Linked DNA regions of Macaca mulatta: region 2 is linked to region 1. Evidence: chromatin contacts called from public Hi-C data. All regions are on one chromosome and are shown on one strand. The core of a region is the stretch at or near the end of the contact, and the rest is flanking DNA. Distances in the headings are between cores, read along the strand shown.

Region 1 (6,369 bases), core at 3,493-5,992:
ATCCCAAAATTGTCATTTGGGAACTACAAAAAGCAAATTAATCACACTCCTGTGAGTTCAAGCAGCAGGAGCAAGAAGGAGAGGTAAATAGCACAGAGATTGAACCTGAAAAGTACCGGGGGTAGGAAAACTGTGTAAAACATACCTGGGGTAAAGCATCTGCACAAATATTAAATTTGATTGAAGGTTGGGAACACAAAGAGTGGTTTTCTTGGAAGGTCACAGAATGCCCTGGTTCCTCTTGCTATTAATGCAGTTGTGAGTTATGCTTACGCAATCATTGACATTTAGCCTTGAAAGGGTGTGGCTTATAGGGCTTTGGCCAAGGTAAGTTCCCTTTGAGGATATGGGGTCAGGGATTTTCATCTCCCAGGGGCCCAAGGAGCTGCCTAGAGGGCTGCCTGGGAAGAAGACACTTCTAGGTATCTGGATGTGTGCAGTTTTTAATCACTCTTCAGGTTCCTTGCAACTAGAGAAAAGGAAGAATGTGAAATCAACAGGTTGTGCCCAGCAAAACTGAGATGGAGCAAAAGCACAAAGTGAGGTCTGTGGGGCAAGTTTCACCCACAGAATTATGCTCCTGCTCTGGAAGTGTGTTGAGAACTCCACAGGCTTTTATAGATCTCTGTCATCAGAATCCAGGTACTGGCATTCAGCAAATATTTGTTGAGAGCAAGGGCCTAGTCTATTAATTACTCTAGTCCTCAAATTATAGTGTAAGTAACATGTGAAAAGCTTGTTTGAAAATGCAGATTTCCAAGCCTAGCCATTCAATACCTTGGGGTTGGGGCCTGGGGATCTGCACTATTATCAGGCAGCTCATTTGATTTGGGACCATTGGTTCTTGGACTCTTCTTGTTGCTTTGTAAAAACTAACCTTGGTCTCTTCAAAAGTTAGCACCCAATCAAAGTAGAGACTTGACTGGAAAATACAAACAAAATATTCTTTTGCCATCTCGTATTTGTTGTTTTTGATGTTGTTTTATTACATACCTGAATTCTTCACTGCATATTTTTTTTGGCCTATTTATGGAAGAATAGTAACTTAATCTGGAACTACAAACTATCAGAAGCAACACATTATCATTTTCACTTTTCCCCTTTCTTCCTTTCTCCCTTTGTCTGTCTGTCTCTCTCTCTCTCTCTCTCTCTCTCTCTCTCTCTCTCTCTGTGTGTGTGTGTGTCTATGTCTCTGTCTCTTTCTTTGCCTTAATGATAGTCATGACTATCATTTGTTTTGCCCTGCTGTCTGAAAAATGCAAAGTAGGTGTTCAGTTGCAACTATCAGAAGCAATAATGTGTAGATTCTGAGTCTGACTTCTCCAGTAATTTGTCATTACTTACAGCAAAAGCCTAAGGGACCCTGCCTGTGTCTGCCTGAAAGAGGAAAAGAGGGACAGTTCAAGAGGGAGGTGATTTGGAAGTCATTCTTTCCTTTGAAAACTTCCTCTAAGCCTGGTGTGGTGGCCTGCACCTATATAACTACTCAGGAGGCTGAGGCAGGAGGATCGCTTTCGCCCAACAGTCTGAGATGCAGTGAGCTATGATTGTGCCACTGCATGCCAGCCTGGGCAACAGAGTGAGATCCTACCTCTAAAAAAAAAATAATAATATTAAGCATTTGTTTTGGAACGTCAAAGAGTCACAATATTCATTAGCAGTGGCATTCAATTTTTTTGACCAAGACCATACTAAAAATATATTTCATGTCACAATTCAACATACACACATACATATGTGTGTTGTGTATGTGTTATATGAGCACATATGGAAAATGGAAACAATTATCTAATGAAACATTACTTACCTTTACGAAGTGAAATACACTCTGCTATTTTCTATGCTTGGCCCTTTCTTTGCTTTTCTTATCCTTCCCTTCTCCCTTCCTTCTCTCTCTCTCTCTCTATTTCTCTCTCTCTCTCTCTCTCTCTCTGTGTGTGTGTGTGTGTGTGTGTGTGTGTGTGTCAATGTCTCTATCTCTTTCTTTTCCTTAATGATAGTCATGACACCATAAATGGTTTTGCCCTGCTGTTTGAAAAATGTGAAGTAGGTGTACAGTTCCAACAGTTTTGAGTAAGAAAAAAGAGGAGAGGAGCTGGAATTGGAAAACAAGTTTGTTCACTATTTTTTTTTCTTTCTTTCTTCGTCAGTAACTCCCGTTAATTTATCCAGGTCTACCTTAGTTACGATAGCTAAGATAGCTAAGATGCATCCTACTTTTACTGTCTTAGAGGCTGATATTCCAAAGTAGTAGAAATGCTCAGTGGAATATATTGATAAACAAATGAGTCTGTACTTCTTACCAGCTTGACCTCCTCACTGTCTTATATGTGACATGCTCATTTCTGCCCAGATGTCTTTATCTCTTAACCTAGAATTCTAGCTACCCACCAAATCATTCTCTTTGCCTACTCCTCTTACCTCCAGGGCCACCAGTACAGGCTTGCTCTGACATTCCTAGATCTTGAAGGCTACCAAAGGTAGCCTTCAAGCTACCTTGAAGAGAACACTTCATTTCCTAGAGTAGTGCTCAGTCAGGTGCAATCTACATCAAAGGAAAGATAAGCGATGCTGTTGTTTTTCAACCAAAGCTGTTATTTTCATAACTTGTAAATGAACTGAAGATTCCAAGGACTCAAAGTCCTCACAATCAGCTTTCCTTATCCAACAAGCAAGCTTCAGTTTCACTGTAGCATTTTTATTGTGTGCGGTAAAAACATTCACAATTTTGTTTGCTGTTGTTGATCTGTTTGGTTTTGAAAAAAAAATTAACAAAGAAGCCAATTTTCTGAGTTATTTTTCATGTTAGCACTACCTTTGTTGTGGCACCTTTCCATCTCTCTAAAGAAAAATAGCTGTCTGGTCCAGATTGCAAATGCTACTCAATATCCTTCTCACACATATCTTACTAAAAATGTTTTCACTGACTTTTTTTTTATTTAACTATCAAGCACTTAGCAAATTAATCTCTTGCAAGACATCTTCATTAAAATAATATTTTAAGGATAAAATTATTAACCTGTAAATTTTTATCTCGCTGTAAGTAATTAGTTTTTATCTTAGTTCATTTCAGTATACTATTGTCATTCACTGAATGCCCGAGAACAGGGAATCTATCAAAAATAATTCAGATCATGTCAAAAGGACACAAGCACTAATTTGAAAGGGCATGCATTGGCTAAGATGTGGTAAAGGAGCATTAAAAAGGTAATAATAATGATAGCAATACACTGATGCACACCAAATATGTAAAAATCCATGAGTTCATAAAGATGTTCCAAAAAAGAAAGTAATTAACCACCTCTGGAGTATGCTAGATCAATTAATGTATTCTGAAAATCACTAAAGAAAAAGTGAAATATTAAACTTCATTGCTTGATGACATTTTTAATATATATTTGCAGCCTCTTTGTTACCAAAATGGATTTGGCCATATTCATAATGTAAGGCTTCAACACATTTTCCTACGATGTGAGCTTTGCCTGCTAAGATGATTCTGAAACTAACTTTGTCCAATTTTGCTTTTTCTATAATTTCATATGAATGAAATCATTCAGTGTGGTCTTTTTTATTTGGCTTCTTTCATACAGCACTTTGTTTTTGATATTCATCCATGTAGGAAAATTTATTCCTTTTTATTGCTGAGTAGTATTCCACTGTATGTGCTCATCACAATTTGCTTACCCATTCACTAGCACTTTTCCTGCATCTGCTGAAAGGATTGTTTTTGCCCTTTATTCTATTAATTCTGCCAATTACATTGATTGATTCTCAGATTTTAAAAAAGCAGCTTTGCATTCCCAAGATAAGCCCCACAGGTCATGATGTATTGTCCCTTTAAATGTTGAGTTTCATTTACTAAAATTTTGTTCATGACTTTTGTGTCTGTTTATGAGCGATATTGGTCTGTAAGTCTCTTTTCTTTTGAAGTCTTTCACTGGTTTTGGTATCAGAGTAAATCTGTTCTCATAAAATGAATTCAGAAATACCTTTGTAATGCTCATTTTATGCCTTGCAGAACTTTGAGAAACATTATGCATAACGTGTAACATGACAGGTGTCATTCAAATATATGTTTCAAATATAAAATAATCAGTTTTTACCTTATTTCTTTTCTTAATTTCCATAACAAGCATGTCCTATTCGTCTTCACATCTAGTTTGAAGTTGGTTGAGTTAGTGAGTGATTTATAATCACAGATTTTAGAAAATTAGAGCTAAGTGATTTTAGGGACTATTGTCACTATATATCTAGAGGGGGAAACTGAGGCCTTTAGAGGTCTTCCAGAAGAGAGTACCTTCCCACGCTTTACAGGTTCCCATCATGTAACAGTCACTAAAAGCCTTTATGGGTAGGAAATGTATGAAGTAACTGCTTTGTATATATTTACATTATAAAGTTTACGTATTCATTCTTACTTTTTCCTTCCTATGAAGGTACACACTGTTCTTATTCTTACAATCTCAAAGAGAGAGCAGCGAAACAATGAAACTTCAGGATTGTGTGGCCTGGAGGCTACTAGTTGAACTGGGCATGCTCAGTCGCCAGGCAGATTTTTTCGGTGAAGTGGAAACTACAACAGCGCGTACCGCGCGCGGAGGTGGGCGTGCCCTCGTGGAATTTAGAACGTTGCCTCAGCCAATGGGGCCTCGCGGCTGGCTGGCGGGGCTCCTCATTGGAGCAGCAGGGAGGCTAGCAGAGGGCCCCCGGAGGGAGCCGCGGAGGTGCAGGTCGAAGAGGCCGGGCTACGTCGTGCCCTGCGCGTGAGCAGCTGCAGCGGCAGAGGCAGCATCCAGCGGCGGCGCCAGCAGTTCCAGCCCGTTGCTTTACTTTTTCCTTCACCGACATAGTCATTATGCCGAAGAGAAAGGTAAGTCTTACCAAAAAAGATTTCAAAAGCCTTCAAATTGTGCTTACAGTAAATCCTGGCATTGCAATGGCTCGCGCAGAACGCGCGCGGTGGTAACCCGGGGATTGGGAATCTCTTTGCTCCTCCACGCTTGTTTTTAGATGCCTGTTGCAGACGTTCCTCTCTCCCTCTCTCCCCCGCCCCCCCTGCCCCGTCCTCATCGATCTCTTAATGTTACTTTCTGTCCAGTGACGCGGTTTCCCCTCTTTTTGAACTCATTCACGCTGGAATGTTTTCCACCCCCAACAACAAGAAGCAAAAGAGGCTTTCTATTCCAAAAGGGAGTTTCCTCTTTGCAAACTGCCAGGTTGCGAATTAGTGTGAAGGGAAAACAGCGAGAGGAGAAAAACAAGTACAAGCGTATGGAGAGGGAAGAAAATAAATCAGGCAAATGTTGAGATTATTCCCATGCGGCTGTGCCCGTGGGCTAGGTGCGCCGCGGTGGCTTCGAGGCTAAGGGAGAGAGAAAGCCATGTTTAAAATAGCGCTCACCCTCCTGCTCGCCTCCGCGGCAGACCCGTATGTACCAACTCCAGTGTCAATCAGGGCTGGGGCCAGCGAGGCGGGGCCTGGCGGCCTGGACCTACCCGCAGTTCGGGGCGGGAGCAGCGGAGTTGGCAGCGTGGAAGACGGGACGGCGCTGGGGCGTCCAGTATGGCTCGTCCAAGGTCAGGGGGCCACCAGGTCCTCCCCAGCGACTGGAACTCACGCTCGGTTGGGGAAGGCGGGGTCCGCGCGCTATCCGCCTCTCTGCGCGTATAGCGAACTGGAGTCATTTTTGTCTTGTCTTCCGCCCCTTGCGGACTGTCCCCTTCTGCGCAGGCCCCGGACACCAACTACCACATTCGGGGACTCAAATCTCCCTCGGGGTGGGGCTTCGACTTGTCCCAGGGAGGGGAGAGAAGGCTTTCCTCCTCCCTGAGAAACCAGTGTGTGATGGCTGGTTCCTAAGTAAGTGCTTTGCACCCTCCCACTGCCAGCCTCAGTGTTTCCAACAGTGTCAACCAGTGCGGGTATTAAATTTGAAGCAAAATTACACCTAGTATCCTGCTTTATCGAAGAACATGGACTAATTTGTGTGTAAGAGTGACTGCATTATTTTAAAATGCTGAAGTTTTAAAAATTCAAAAGCTTTTCCCTTCTTATACGTTATTATTAAGAATTGGGTGGAAACTTGTCTCCTACCCCACTTTTTAAAAATGATAATAATTGGAAGTGTTCAAAAGTCTCAGAGTTTGTTGTGCACATACTGTGTGCCTCACGCTGTGCACAATTTGACTTGCATTATCTCATTTAATCCTGAAAACAGCTTGAGCGGTGTTACCCCCATTCAGCTGGAACTTAAAGACATAAATTGCCCCGCATCTCACCAACCAATAACTACTAGTAAAGATTTAATCAGATGCTATAGATGCCAAAGTCTTATTCTCACCCATATCGTACTCATTTACGAAAGGGTG
Region 2 (6,643 bases), core at 659-3,158, 160 kb after region 1:
TTGCAATGGGACAAGTCATGGTAACCTTCCATTTTTAAGATTCAGTTACAAAAGGCAATTTTATATCCTATTATTCCAAAGGGTTTGATGCTTTATTTCTTCTTCCTCACATGTATGATGATTTCTGGATGTTTTAGTGTGGGGCATCACACCGGTGCAGCACACTTGGGCTTGCAGTGCAGCCCAAGGCATTTGCAGCAACTATTTCCCACTAGGAATGTAAGGAGCTAGGAGGTTACAAGGCTTGAGGAAACAATCTAGAAAACCACAACACAGCTTGTTGGTCTTTTCCCCGCAAATAACCTTTTTAAACCAGATCCATAAAATGCAGTTTATTATCTAACATTTTTAAGGATAATCTTTTGTTAAATGTTAACAAAAGAACGACTATCCAAATTCCCTTTAAAATGCAATCCTTAAAAAATATTGAACTCTCAAGTCTTTTTGGAAAGTGCTTAAATCATCTGGAGATAAATATCATTTGGTGTCCTTGTTTTCTAACAAATGGCTTTTTCCATTGTTTCCATTAATTTCACCCATATTCGTTTTTTAAAAAACAAGGCCCTTATCCTCATCAGCAAAACACAGATGTATGATTTAGCATATAAAACCAGTAATTACATAGTAATTTATGAAAGATTTTTTTTTTCTCTTTTCGTCAGTTTTCAAGAAGTCTTCCCGTGATTAACTGTAAACAGGAATGGTTTACATCTCAAATTAGAAGCCATTAATTAGCATGACGAAGTCAACTGCAAGATACAGATTATTTAAATTATTTAATCACTATTCACCTTGGCTAAACTGTAGTATACTCTTTCAACATCCTTCGGTAGGTTATCGATCTGTCACTAAATTACCTCCAGATTAGTTAGAGATAAATATTAGCGTCCTCTCCTTTCCCTCAGGTTTACATTCTCCCTTCTCGTAAACACTTAAAAAAGCTTTAAGGTTCTTTAATTCCAAATACCTAATTAGCCATCACTAGCCTTTTTGTAATAAGGAAAAAGAGTATCTGAAGTACAAATCAAGAGTTCGCTTTGCCCGTTTAACAATAAAAAACATTTAAAAAACGTACGCCAAAGGCAATGGCAGTAATAAAAGAAATATGCAGAGGTGGCTTCAGCAAATAACGGGTCTGCAAAACGCAAGTGCTTAACAAAAAGCAGCCCAAACCTCTATTGCAATATACAGCACTCCAATAAATTACACAACACTTGCACAGGCTGCAGAAATAACGCAGGACAAGACTTACACAGATGCCAATCCGCAGCATTTATACACATGCACATGGCAAGAGACAGAAACCAAACACTATCATTCAACTCGGGCAGGGTAGCGCGATCCCGAGCTTGCCCAGCGTGAGTGCTCTCTGCGTGTGTGTCTGTGTACGCGCGTGAGTGAGACCCATCCTTGGGGCATTTCCCCTCTTTGGGCAGTTTTGCTTCATTTGTTTCCTATTTCTGCTACATAGAAACTAACTTCCATCTCAGCTCCAGCCAGCGCCGCTGAATAGAGCCTGTGCTGCGGCTCCGTGTGCGTCAGATCCCTCCGCGGAGCCGTCCCCGGCCCCCTCCCTGCCACTATCGGCCTCCACAGAGAAAGCGCCTTCCAGCCAACCGGCGGCTTGGGCTCCGACATCTTCTCCGGCTGGAAATAAATAAATAAATCGCACGCCCTGCGGGGAGGAGCGGGTGGGGGTCGCGCCGCGCCGGGTGCGGAGCGCTGGGGACGAAGGGTCGGAGGCACTCCTTTTTTAGCGACGGGGGGCGAGTGCGCGGGCCAGGGCCGGGGCCGAGCCCGGGGCCGCGAAGGCGGCGGACTCCTTTCTGCGGCGGAGGGATCCGCGGCGGAGGCGGCCACAGCCGTAGCCGCTGCCTGAGAGTTGTTGTTTCCTCCTCCTCCTCCTCCGCCTCCGCCGCCGTTGCTTGAATGGTGGAGCCGAGGCTCGGCTCGTGAACACACACTGACAGCTATAGGGCAGGCGGCGGCACCGTCCCCGCTTCCCCTCGGCGGCGGGGTGTCCCGTCGGTGGCCCTGAAGTGACCCATAAACATGTCTTGTGAGAGGAAAGGCCTCTCGGAGCTGCGATCGGGTAAGTCGGGGGGCTGCCGGGGCCGCTGGCACCGGGCGATTCCGCCCGCGGTCCCCCGCCCCCCGCCGCCCGGCCGCTCAGCCTGTGTGTCTCCCCGTCCCTCTCTCCCGCGCAGAGCTCTACTTCCTCATCGCCCGGTTCCTGGAAGATGGACCCTGTCAGCAGGCGGCTCAGGTACGGCGGCGCGCGGCGCGGGCCGGGCCGGCGCTCGCTGCTCGCGGGCGTGGGGGAGGGAGGCGGCGGCTGCGGGGCCGCGGCCCGGGGCGCGGGGCTCAGCTCTCCCCGCTTTGTTGTTGCAGGTGCTGATCCGGGAGGTGGCCGAGAAGGAGGTAAGGGCGGCGGCGGCCCGGCGCGTCCCGCCGCCGCGCGGCCGCCCCTGGGCCGCTGCGCCGTCGCTGCCGCCGCCGCCAGGGCGCGGGGCGCGGGGCTCGGGGGTCCCCGCCGGGGCGCGGGGCGGGCGGGGGAGGGGAGCGGGCGGGCAGGGGCCGGGGGCCGAGCTCACGGGGTGTCCTCTCCCCGCAGCTGCTGCCCCGGCGTACAGACTGGACCGGGAAGGAGCATCCCAGGACCTACCAGAATCTGGTGAGACATTCACGTCGCAGAGCAAAGAAACTTTTCCCTGAGTCGAATAAAAATTGAATTTCCCGCAATTTTTTACAGAGACAAAAACTTGGCCCTAGAACGTGAAAGCTCCAAAGGCCACGGGGAGGGTTGGGAGGCCGGCGAGGGGTCTGCGGGGGCCAGTGGCCGGGGGTACTCGTACTCCGGGGCCGCAGGGGCTGCGGACAATTTATTTGTGATATTTTGTTAATGTGCTAGAAATAAAGATACGTCATGAGTGTTGTGCAGTGCAAGGCCGGAGGAGGAGGGGCCGGCGCGCGCGTCCGTGCGGGCGCGGGGGCGCGCGAGAGTCGGCGGCGGCGGGAGCGGCGCGAAGGGAGAGAGCGCGCTCGCTCGTTCGCTTGCTTGCTCTGCACGCGCGGCCGGCTCGGCTTTCTCCTGCCCTACACAATAGCTGGTGACTAACTGCTCCGAAGTGGCATTAGCATTTCACAAGCAGGCTATCGAGCGGCTGCGGTACCGTGGCAAGACATTATTTTTTTTCCTCCTCTATCGTTTATTTTGTTTTCCCTAAATTCAGTCCTAGGTTTTTTGTTGGAAGGGTTCTGATGTGTGATGATAGTTGGTCAGTGATTCGTCTTGCATTTACTAAAACACATCTTTGCAGAAATGTAAAGCCTCTAATTCCCTAAAACCAGAAGTTTAGTAGGCTTTTTCTAATTCTTATGGTATGCCTCTCGTTTAATTAAAAACTATTATTGGAGTACACTGAAGAGTTTTGATTTTTGTCCACATATTTACTGTGGGATGGAACTCGGCCAGTAAAAGTTGTGCTTACATTGGGACATATTTTGTTTAGTAGCTTAAAAAAGACCTTTTTCTTAATTTTGTGGGTTGTCAAAATGAGTATGTTAGGAATCTTTAAAAACTGCTTTTCAGAAGTGGACCTATCACTTCAGTAATGTGATTGGAAGTTACCTTAAAGGAGCTATGTTATCTATAACATTTTCTCCTAAACTGATAGAGATTCGTTGTGTGAATATGTGTGTGTGGGGCAGTTAAAGCAGTCGCACCGGGCACACTAAGCCTTTGAAATTTATGTAGTGCGTTGATTTTTATGAGGCTTTTGTAACTGTTTTGAGATAGTCATAATTACTAATGTTACTTCATCAGAACTTCTCTAATGACTAGGAAGTTTCAGCGAGCTTAGAATGAGTGTCTTTTGTGAGGTGAGGGCAGGACATGATTATAATGGCCTTTTTTTTAATGTAGTATATTTCTTAACTTTTGTGTATAAATCTCTTGTGATTTAATCTAAGTTGTTGATAACCGCTCATGGCTGTTGAAATAAGCAAGGGTACTGAGGTTTAATACATCTAATGGAGATTTAACAGTGTAATTTTCACACTGAACGTGTGTTAGTTTTCAAGGAGTGATTTGGGATACTTTCATTGAATTCTTGGCCAAAGTGAATGGAACTGGAAGTAAACTCCAAGATTTACTAATTTGAAATTAATTTTTAGGTTTACAAATATTTGATAGAAGTCTTCAGTGAATTTACATATCTTCCTTGCTATTTGAAAAAATTATCACAAAGGTTATAATACTCCATTTTTAAGATGGGGCAGGTTTTACAAAACTCATCTTTGCATCTGCTTTTACATCTGTGCATCTCTTAAAAACCCACAAACCTTCAGTCACGGAGGATTGCTGCGTTTTCTTGAAATCTTTTGGTAATGTTATATTTTTTAAATGAAGCAGCTTAATGGTATCTGGCTAAATTATGGTAATGGCTAATCCTCGTAGGAATATCTTTTTTTTTTTTTTCCAGTAAAAATGAGCTATCAATTTTGATTGTGAGTTAATTTAATTTTGGGGGGGAGTGTGGGGGGGAGGAAATATTGGTAAAGTGAATTTCTATCCCTAGTCTGCATCTCAGAGTTAAGATACAATAAGCATTCTTTTTATCTGTGTATTATTCTCAAAATCCACCTATTTTGAATGGAAGTGGTTTTTTTTGCTTGGAGTTTTCTCTTTACTGGAACAGTCATGTTGGCATACTCATCAATCAGTTTAGAAATCTTATTAGAACTTGGTGTTCTTTGACTCTTTTCATTCATTCAGCATATTGCTTACTCTCTACTGGATGCAAGGTACCATTTGAGGTGCTTTCTCATCCATCAAACTGTGTATCTAGGTGTGTGAATTAACTTTATTTCACCTTTTTAGTTGAGATTTAGGTCTAAAAACATTAGGAACACTGGATTTTTTTGTTCAATAGTAGATCTTGCTGTTTTATATCTAAGTCAGCACATGTAAAGTATCTTGTACAGTATTTTCTATTATTTTAATTCTTATGACTTAAAAAGTTTTATGTTGTTGTGTATCGAATTGAATTTAACATTGGTTTGAAAATTACTTGGTGAGTGAAACTGTAGTTTCTTTAGTTTCTACTCTTCCTGGAAATGATTTGTTATATTAAATAATAAACTGAGCAATATTTTAAATGAGAAAACTCATATATCACATCACATTGAAATTTCTAGAAAACCTCAAATTATAGCTGTTTAAAATGGGGTGTAATATTTGTACATGTGAATTTAAAAATAGGCACTGATCATCTGTAGTCAGTCTAGTTATAATCTCAATGGTTGAATTTTACTCAGGAGGAAAGTAGAATTTTAAGAGCAGTTTTAAAAGTTTACGGGTTATAATTGATGCATTCATTTCAAGTGTGATTGAGAAAGGAAATGCTCATATCTTATGGTTGTTTCTGTCTCTGGTTTAAAACATGACTGTAATTATCACCATCTACCTTAAGATTTAAAACATTTTTAACAAAGTAAATGGATAGGAAGCTAAAAATGGTTTTTGGTGCTATGGTATACGTTTAATTAGATTTTACATTTTTAAAAATATGAGATATGTTTTAAAGAACAGGAGCACTTTTTCCAAATATCAGAATTCTTAAACTGTAGAATAAAAAAACTTTTTTTGGACAGAAGGAAAGCTTTGTCATTTGTTTATTTCTTAGTTTGAGTAGTGAATCTAGTTAGTTTATTAAGTCTGCTTTTAGTTGTCACTTAATGATGATTGCATATATATGAGATATAGAGGCAGAGTTTTCAAGCATTTTACCGGATTTGGGACTCTCTTGATTGCATTTTTTCTTAGAAGACTTCTCTTTTTTCCCACCAAGAACTAGTTCATGTTTTGCCAGGCTGTTAAAATGATTTATTTTTTGCCTTGTGAAATAGTGATTTTGCCTTTCTTAAAATTATTCCACTTTATTAGAAATCTTTTTTCTTTTTTTTCATTTTTTAGTGAAAGGATTGGGAGTCAGGAGATATGGATTGTGGTTTTAAGCTCTGCTGACAGTTAACCTGTAGGTAATCTTGGGCAAGTCATGGAATTTCTCTTTGTCCCAGTTATCTCATTTGAAAAATAAGTGGATTGAAATTTTTTCAATCTGAAAATCTGTGATTTTGAACTAGAAATAGCAGTACATTGTATTTAAGAACTAAGTTTATTTCATTTGTAGAGCTTAATTTTCTAAAACACAGAAAAGTAGAAATCACGTAGGTTACAAAATTATATAAATGCTTTTCATAGCGCCATTCTTTGGTGGTAAATTCATTTCTTGTTGCAAAGATGATTTGAGACACTATGTTGTAAAATGCCCCAAAATTACTATGATTTCCATCATAATTTAAGCACTAGTTTTCATTATTGGTGGTCTCAAATTCAGAGATGAATAGGAACCGTGGATAGGATTTAATTATGTATGTATCTTAGGTATACATTTATTTAGTGTATGCTGATTAATGTGAAAGTTAAGGTATAAAACCTAGAGACAACTTTCAGGGGAAAAAAGATACCATATTAAATGCTTTAGAATTAGGGATTCCCATTCTATATTGAAGATAGCATAGTTCTTTCAACACTTATTATAATTTTTTGGGGTTGGGGGAACATGTAATAAAGTAAATG

The links. Hi-C and Micro-C count contacts between places; a contact is called where the count stands out from the background.
Region 2: a Hi-C map of fetal cortical plate shows a contact between it and region 1, with 2.9 times the contacts expected there. The contact joins the promoter of PHIP here to the promoter of HMGN3 in region 1. A contact is called at or near these places in 3 of 14 Hi-C or Micro-C datasets (fetal cortex germinal zone, fetal cortical plate and liver).

What each region holds. Positions count from the first base shown.
Region 1 is chr4:106,545,681-106,552,049 of T2T-MMU8v2.0, forward strand. HMGN3 (high mobility group nucleosomal binding domain 3) reads left to right here and starts at 4,743. Exons shown (of 7, transcript XM_015136819.3): 1 at 4,743-4,870. The coding sequence starts at 4,856. It also overlaps the pseudogene LOC106998006.
Region 2 is chr4:106,704,088-106,710,730 of T2T-MMU8v2.0, forward strand. It overlaps PHIP (pleckstrin homology domain interacting protein), which reads left to right and starts at 1,909. Exons shown (of 41, transcript XM_077999714.1): 1 at 1,909-2,092; 2 at 2,208-2,266; 3 at 2,392-2,421; 4 at 2,615-2,674. The coding sequence starts at 2,053.